Regions from separate parts of the Capsicum annuum genome. Here region 2 is linked to region 1. The links are chromatin contacts, called in public Hi-C maps. All regions are on one chromosome and are shown on one strand. The core of a region is the stretch at or near the end of the contact, and the rest is flanking DNA. Distances in the headings are between cores, read along the strand shown. Region 1 has its middle 29 kb from the start of LOC107845882. Region 2 overlaps LOC107845878 (phospholipid-transporting ATPase 1).

What was found. Hi-C and Micro-C count contacts between places; a contact is called where the count stands out from the background.
Region 2: a contact with region 1 is called in a Hi-C map of leaf, with 2.4 times the contacts expected there. The contact joins two enhancer-like sites. A contact is called at or near these places in 3 of 5 Hi-C or Micro-C datasets (bud, leaf and placenta).

What each region holds. Positions count from the first base shown.
Region 1 is chr10:142,548,063-142,551,669 of UCD10Xv1.1, forward strand. It overlaps the pseudogene LOC107845881. Among protein-coding and RNA genes, the nearest start is that of LOC107845882, 29 kb to the left of the region's middle. Within about 2 kb of position 1,804, at least 4 of the 5 cell types and tissues checked have an H3K27ac peak or open chromatin away from gene starts, as enhancers often do. A contact at or near this core is called in leaf, where this site is marked.
Region 2 is chr10:142,596,836-142,600,442 of UCD10Xv1.1, forward strand. LOC107845878 (phospholipid-transporting ATPase 1) reads right to left here. Exons shown (of 9, transcript XM_016690371.2): 9 at 2,014-2,710. Among protein-coding and RNA genes, the nearest start is that of LOC107845878, 24 kb to the right of the region's middle. Within about 2 kb of position 1,591, at least 1 of the 5 cell types and tissues checked has an H3K27ac peak or open chromatin away from gene starts, as enhancers often do. A contact at or near this core is called in leaf, where this site is marked.

The sequences.
Region 1 (3,607 bases), core at 554-3,053:
GAGTGCATTGTAAAATTAATTTCATGGAAGACAATGCTCTGCAAGTAGGCATCACTATTTGTCTTGTCAGGATGAAATTCTCATGTGGAAAGAGAGATTCCTTTGGTTGTTGTTTGAGAGGAGATATCCATTGGGGCGAAGCTGACAGAATGGCACCCGCTTTCTTAAGGATCCTCCTTAATTCAACTAGTTTATTGTCAATTCTTAACAAAATGCCTTTCATTTTTAGAGTACATTGTCTAGATTGATTCCTCGGGATGTGTCTTAGTAAAGTTGCAAACAAATATATAACATCTAAAAATGATAAAAGCAATGGAACATTACAAGACCAAGAAAGCGAGTAATGAAGTTCCCATTCATTAGTATTCTTCAGCAGTTGTTAGAACTTCGTTATGATAGGATCCTGCAGCATCTTTGATCTCTCTTGAAGTTTCTCTTTAACTTTCTCCAATGCTACTTCTAAATTTTTCATCTGCACCATCATTCTTTCAGCTTTTCTTCTCCTTTGATTATACCAAGAAATTATGATTCAGTTGCAGAACACGAAAAGATCATTATTATACCTGTTGCCTCGCAAACCTATTGTGAATGAATAGTCCGCTGAACAGATCAAAGCTATCTTTAACTGAGCTCTCCTTCTGCATGTTGTCCAATTTTAGTGTATAATAAAAAAACAGGTTCCAGAAGTTGAAAATTACTTCTAGAGGATGAATTTGCTGGCATGCTTAATCTTTTGCAAGTGCAATCTAGTAAAATAATATTCTTCTGTGGAGTCAAAATGTTGCATGATTACCACTCGAACAAGTTTCTGAAATCCTTTTGCGTCTATGGGCTGGGTTCAACGTCCATTTCCAACAAGATCCTGTCAAGTGAAGAAGATCAATACTGTAGTAGACTTGGTTGTTGTATTTAGTTCTTTTACTACATATAATTTTAGTTGCTAACAGGCAGGTGACGAAAATAACCTGCCAATTGTGTGAGTGAGGAATTGACTTCGAGCAGCCAATCTATCATGCTCTTCACAAGTCATTTCAAGCATTTTGCAACCCTGCAATAGAGATTGCTCAGATGGGGTTCTCTTTACTCATTTTTCCAGTCAAATTGGAATGGTATAGGAAAAATTTCAGCTTAAGGAGTTTGTAGCAGAACGAACCATAATGAGAAAGCAATATAATCGAGGAAGACAGCTACGGCATATCTGCAGTACTTTGTTACCTCACTTGAGAAGACGTGCAGAAAAATAGAGCACAGGGGCTGATCTCTAATTCGAACCATGTCATACATAAAAGTCAAGTCTGTCCATCCATCTTTCCCCCTTTCTGGCCCAAACATTGGGTGCGTACAGAGCAAGTCGCACTCCTCGGGCAGTATCTTTTAAACACGTGGTATGAAACTATATATTGTTAGACAAAATATGGAACCGTTGACTTGCTAAGTGTATGAAGCAGTGTGAATTGCATACTCGCAAAGGACATCTTTTGGGTGTTCTTTCACAGAGAGCACATCAACGAAAAGTGTAGGCCGCTTGAGACAATGGAATGGTATGGACTCCACGACTCGTGATAGAGACAGGATCGACGTGCTAATTATTATGATTTCATTATCCGATTCAAGAAATGCACCCATATCCCTAAACGGCCAAAGCTAGCAGTCAATAACTGGCAAGATTTATTCATTCTTTTTTACTATCAACAAAGTTGATTGTCTGCATATATATATACCTGAAAAATAGGATGCCCAAATTTGAGCACAGCTCTGAATAATCTGATCTTGAAGTTGCCCTGATATAATGGCCTTGTTTAATCAGGTTCTTGGCCAAAAACTGCGCGAAAGAACCAAATCCAATTATGCCGATTCGTATAGTTTTTTCTTGGGAACAAGAAGACGATGAAGGAGACATGGGTGCGACAGAAAAAGATAAGACAGCGGTGAAGGTGAGGGAGAAGATGTAGCTGATGTGGGTTATTGTCCTGAGTTGCGTTTGATCATATATATAAATTAATGTTGTTTTTGACTTTTTGTGAAAACTAAATTTTTGAAGTTAGAGTTGGAATTTGAGTTGAAGTTGTGTTTGTTCATGAATATAATTAGAGATCACCTGATGTGACAAGAAAAAAAAGTACTTCCTCCGTTTTATTTTATGTGTCATCATTTCATTTTATTTGTCTCAAAAAGAAAGAAAGTCACCTTTCTTTATTTGATAACTATTTAAACACACAATTTCACTTTTACCTTTATTGGTCCACTTATAATAACCCACTTAATTAAAAATAGTATTAGTATATTATTTTAATAAATGACAATCTAGTAAGAAAAACATCAAGTCTTTACTCATTTCTTAAAATTCGTGTTAGGTCAAACTATGACACATAAAATGGAGCTAACAGAGTAGTAATTATCATAATAAGAGAAGAAATAATAAAGAGACAATTATCATATTATTATAATTTGCAGTTACTATAGAAAATAAAGAGTACTAATTGTGTGATTATTACTTCTATGATATAGTAAGGCCTCAGCAAGAAACTAGATACGGTTATTATGTTTTTCAATTACTACTTACCATAAAGAAGAATGATCTGTAATTAAATTGTTGCAATTGATACATGAAGTACTCTAATGAACCAAATCGTGATTCTTTTCTCTATTCATTCACTTTGGGTGATTAGAGATCAACTTAAAGAATTGAATTCTTTGGAGATGGACGGTCAATAAGAGGTATTTTAAAACAAATACTCCCTCCATTCCTTTTTATATCATTCTTTTTTTAAGTCAAATAATATAAATTTTGATCAACATTTTAAGATCTACTTCTTAATTAAATTGAAAAAGGAGAAATTGTAATTTATAATACTTTTCATATAGTTTTGAATATCTAAATTTCAATTTTAAAAATTTAAATATATTTAATCTAATTTAAATTTAAAACTTAGTCAAATTGATTCACTAAGAATAAAGAGAACATATAAAAAAAAAATAGAGGGAGTAATTAATAATTTTCTATCTAGCATAGAGTTATTGGATCCATGCGCAGGCTATTCCTTACTATTTTAAATTTTCTACTTCAAATTATAGAAATTCGATTGAGCTGTTCAAACGAATGAAGAAATTATGATAAATTTATATCTCACTACTACAACAACAACATACCTAGTATGTTCTGTGGGTTTTGGAGAGGGTAAAGTGTACACAGTCTATATCATAACCTTAAATGAAGTAGGGAGGTTGTTTCCGATAGACTCCCAGCTCGGGACAAATTATAGTGTATCAAACAAGATACATAAAAATAAACACCAAAATAGGATAAGACACGACTAGTTAATAAAAGAAACAAGACACTGACAGAGCAATACTATAAACTATCTATTCGAGTCACAAATGTAATGACCCTCTTGATCATTTCCTCGATTTACATGCATTTCCGATATTTCAAGCCATCCCAAAGCAGCTACGGGTCATTGATGACTTGAGGGAACTGTTGATTCAGTTATCGAACAGTTCATTTGGGTTTTAGGCTCATTTGCCTGTCTAGGAGCTTAGACTGTTAAGGAATTTGTGTCTAATCAAAATTCTAGTAAACAATCTCGGATGAGAATTTCGACAGGAC
Region 2 (3,607 bases), core at 341-2,840, 49 kb after region 1:
CACATCCCTCACCTTAAAACCTACCCATTTAGTTTCCTAAACACAAGTTATACTAATCCTCCTCTTCCTAAGAATCTTCATGAGCTCTATGGACTTACCTTGAAGAGTCCCTAGTTCTAAGACCCAATCCTCAACGTAAAGGCTCCCTTATCCCACTTAACCCTACTACCCCTTGCCCCTAACCCCGAACTCGAGACTCGACCCTACCGCAGCACCAGATCCCAACCCCGACCTAACCATGGGCCTTATTCCCAACCCCAACCTCGACCTATGACATGATCCTAGTCTACCATCGATCGCCACAGCCACTACTCAAAAAGAGACCAAAAAAGGTTCGCAAATAAGTTAGGCTAAAAACAAATAAGGCTAAGAAGTCACAGTGGTAATAACAAGTGAATCGATAATGAAGCTTGAAGTTGTGACCACTATATGCTAAGGAAACAAACTGAAATCTACAGGAAAGGATCACGAATCAACAGCGTATGTCAAAAGTGATAAATCTAGAAGAAAGAAACAAGAATCAAAAGCGTATGCCACAAGCAATAAAACAATATACTACAATGCAAGTTTTGATAAATAACAATCAATAACAAAAACTACGCTACCTACAAGAATTTAGAAAATAACAGCAATAAAGCAAAAATAACAACACGTACGACGGTAAATAGATATGCTAGTCTCAACTACGACGAAGTAACAGGGAAACATGAACCAGTAATCCAACAAGAATAATTAAAGATAATTAGGCAATAAACCAAGAGAGAAAAGACTGAAATACAAGTATCAAAAGAGACGCGACGTATCCGTCATCAGTACTCAAGAAACATAGACAAGATAACTAGTCAAATACAGGAAAAAGAGGGATGGATTTCGACCTTGCTTTTTTAGGTCTCAGGCTAGCTTTTGCCATTTAGCTAATAAGCCCGTGGAGATTGAGGTTCCACAAGCGGTAGGAAAGGGGCACTCTAGTGCATAAACTTATTTCGACGAAAAAAAGGGGGCACGGAAATAAACTTGGCAGTCAATCACTGTCCTGTGATATTGACTAATTATTATTATTATTATGAAATACCATATTCTATTAAGTCAGTTATAGTAGACTAGGAATCCAGAAAACTTCAAATCAAGAGGAGAAATCGACTGTCTTTCTTTTGTCCCTGAAGCGTAAAGCCACTCGACTACCAGGAGTGGAGAGAACGGGTAGAGGAGATGAAATGAGTGCACCTGCTCCGAAGAAAAGACGAAGCAAGAGCGTTTTCTTTATTGATTCGTTGAATTTCAGCAAGTTGGTGAAGCAATTTATCGCCAGAATTTTGTTGTCGTCACATTTACCTACTGCTAATACTACCCCTGAATTTGATCAGTGAAAAATGTACGTTGTGAGTAGCTGAAGAAGCCGCCCCGAACTTGTAGTACCAGATTAGAAACAAAAAGAAAAGAGAACGATATCGCCTCGGCCGATCACCATAGTTTCACTGCTGCAGATTGCCAACAATTTAGCTCCCAAATGGAGGGGAGAACGATATCACTGGTGGTAATAATGGAACTACCGCTGGTCCGGAGTTCACTGGTGGTAATAATGGAACTACCGCTGGTCCGGAGTTCAAATGAATATGCTACTCGGAGTTGACTTTGCAGCGACATTGACAACGGCGACGGTGCTCCAACGGAGGAGTAGAGAGGATTTATCAACGAGAAGAGAGAAAAGAAGGAATATAAAATCTTGAAATTTCACAACAGCGATCTAAAAAATATAGCAATTCGGACGATCTATAGAATCGAATATCAAATTGACTTGATGGGGAGTGAAAAAAAAGTCCAAAATAATTACAAGAATCTAAATCAAAAATTTCTTTTTCTCACTAATTAATACATTCATTCCCTTTTTGTGTTTTTTTTAAAAAAAATTCCTCTTCAACGATTCATTTTAAGACGATTTCATTTTTTCAATTTTAACACAATTTGCCAAAATATGATATGAGAACGAACTGTAGATGCTAGAAGAAAGAAATATAAATAAAAGTATGTATGAATTTTGCCAAATAAGTTTTTAAGGATTCTTACTGAAATTAACATTAGACCACAAGATCTCGTTGAACCACCACTGGTCAACATTAAAATACAATTATATCATATAGGGAGCGAACAGATTTTCAAAATCACATGATGTTGATGAACCAAGAATAGTTTCCTTTTTGCTTTAATTTGTTACAAGAGTAGGATAAGAAACCACAATCTTTACAGGTAACTATGATACACTTGTATTTCTCTCCTCTTCTCTTTCTTTGTGTGGGAATTGCTGAATACCTAACAAGCACCCTATCATTTTTCACTTCTTGGAAAAACAGCCCAATACTGTTATCAACAACAAATAACAAAAACCATTCAAAAACCTTCATGTGTCCAGTCGCCCTCAACAAGATGTCTCTTCTGCTGTACTTCAACTACTCGACAACCTTAGCTCTGAGATAACCCTCGGTTCCCTTCCTTTCTTTACATGGTGCCTGAGATAACCCTCGGTTCCCTTCCTTTCTTTACATGGTGCCTCCATTTCACTTCACACCTTCACGGATTTCACCTGCTTACATTGAGTTGGGGTAGCTCATCTGAAGCATTTATAAGATATATCATAAGGATGGTCCCGTCAGTACCACTAAATTTTGAAATAAAATCTTCCATGGAGACACTGCCTTTGCATAGCAAGTGTAGGCTGCAAGATATGAAGCAACCAAAGAACCCTTGGATCATCCCACAAGCAATAGGGTTAAAAACATGCAGCGGAACATAACCAAAAAAACAGAAGGACCAAATGCATTATACCGAAACTATTATGCAGCACATATCACAACCAACATGATGGATTTTGGTTTGATTTTAATGACGGCATTGTTACAATTGTTAATGTTAAGAAAGAGAAACTTGGACCTAAGTTAGGCTCATGAGATGAGATAGTATAAAACCATATATAAAGACGAACCAAGAGAGACTGACATGAGGTCATATAAGTTACACACATTGATCCATTCTCTCGATCAATGTGGGATACCCCCTCCCCCCGGGAGGCCCAGGACCAGACATCTTGAGCATGGAGAACAGTAACATGAGGCGCCAACACTGCATAAACCAACAATTTGGATGGGTCTCAACCAGATACTATATTAAGACAATGAAACTGGGCCTCATTCAAGATTAAGCTCATAAGGTGAGGATTGCCTCAAACCATATAAAGACGCAACAGCTCATTCCTCAACCAATGGGGGCCACTTAACAGTTGATATCCCAGATTGCATGCTTTCTTCACTCTCCTCAACCCCCCTCTTTCCCAAGCACCACCAGAGCAAAAGTAAAACCCTTCTGTCAGCTTTTGCCTCCAGACAAAATTAAAGTTGGTACCAACTGCATCTCATAATATTGTCAACACTACTGACTCACTTTTCTGGCTTTGGAAAAAGGCAGCATGTCAATGCCAGGAATCAGAAAGATGGTATTGGTAACTTTAGCATTACTTGGCAGATACTTCTCCAAAGCATAATTTAATAAATTGAGACAGGATGCTGCCAAGCTCTTCCTAACTGTTACTTACACTCTAAAACTGTCTATAATAACC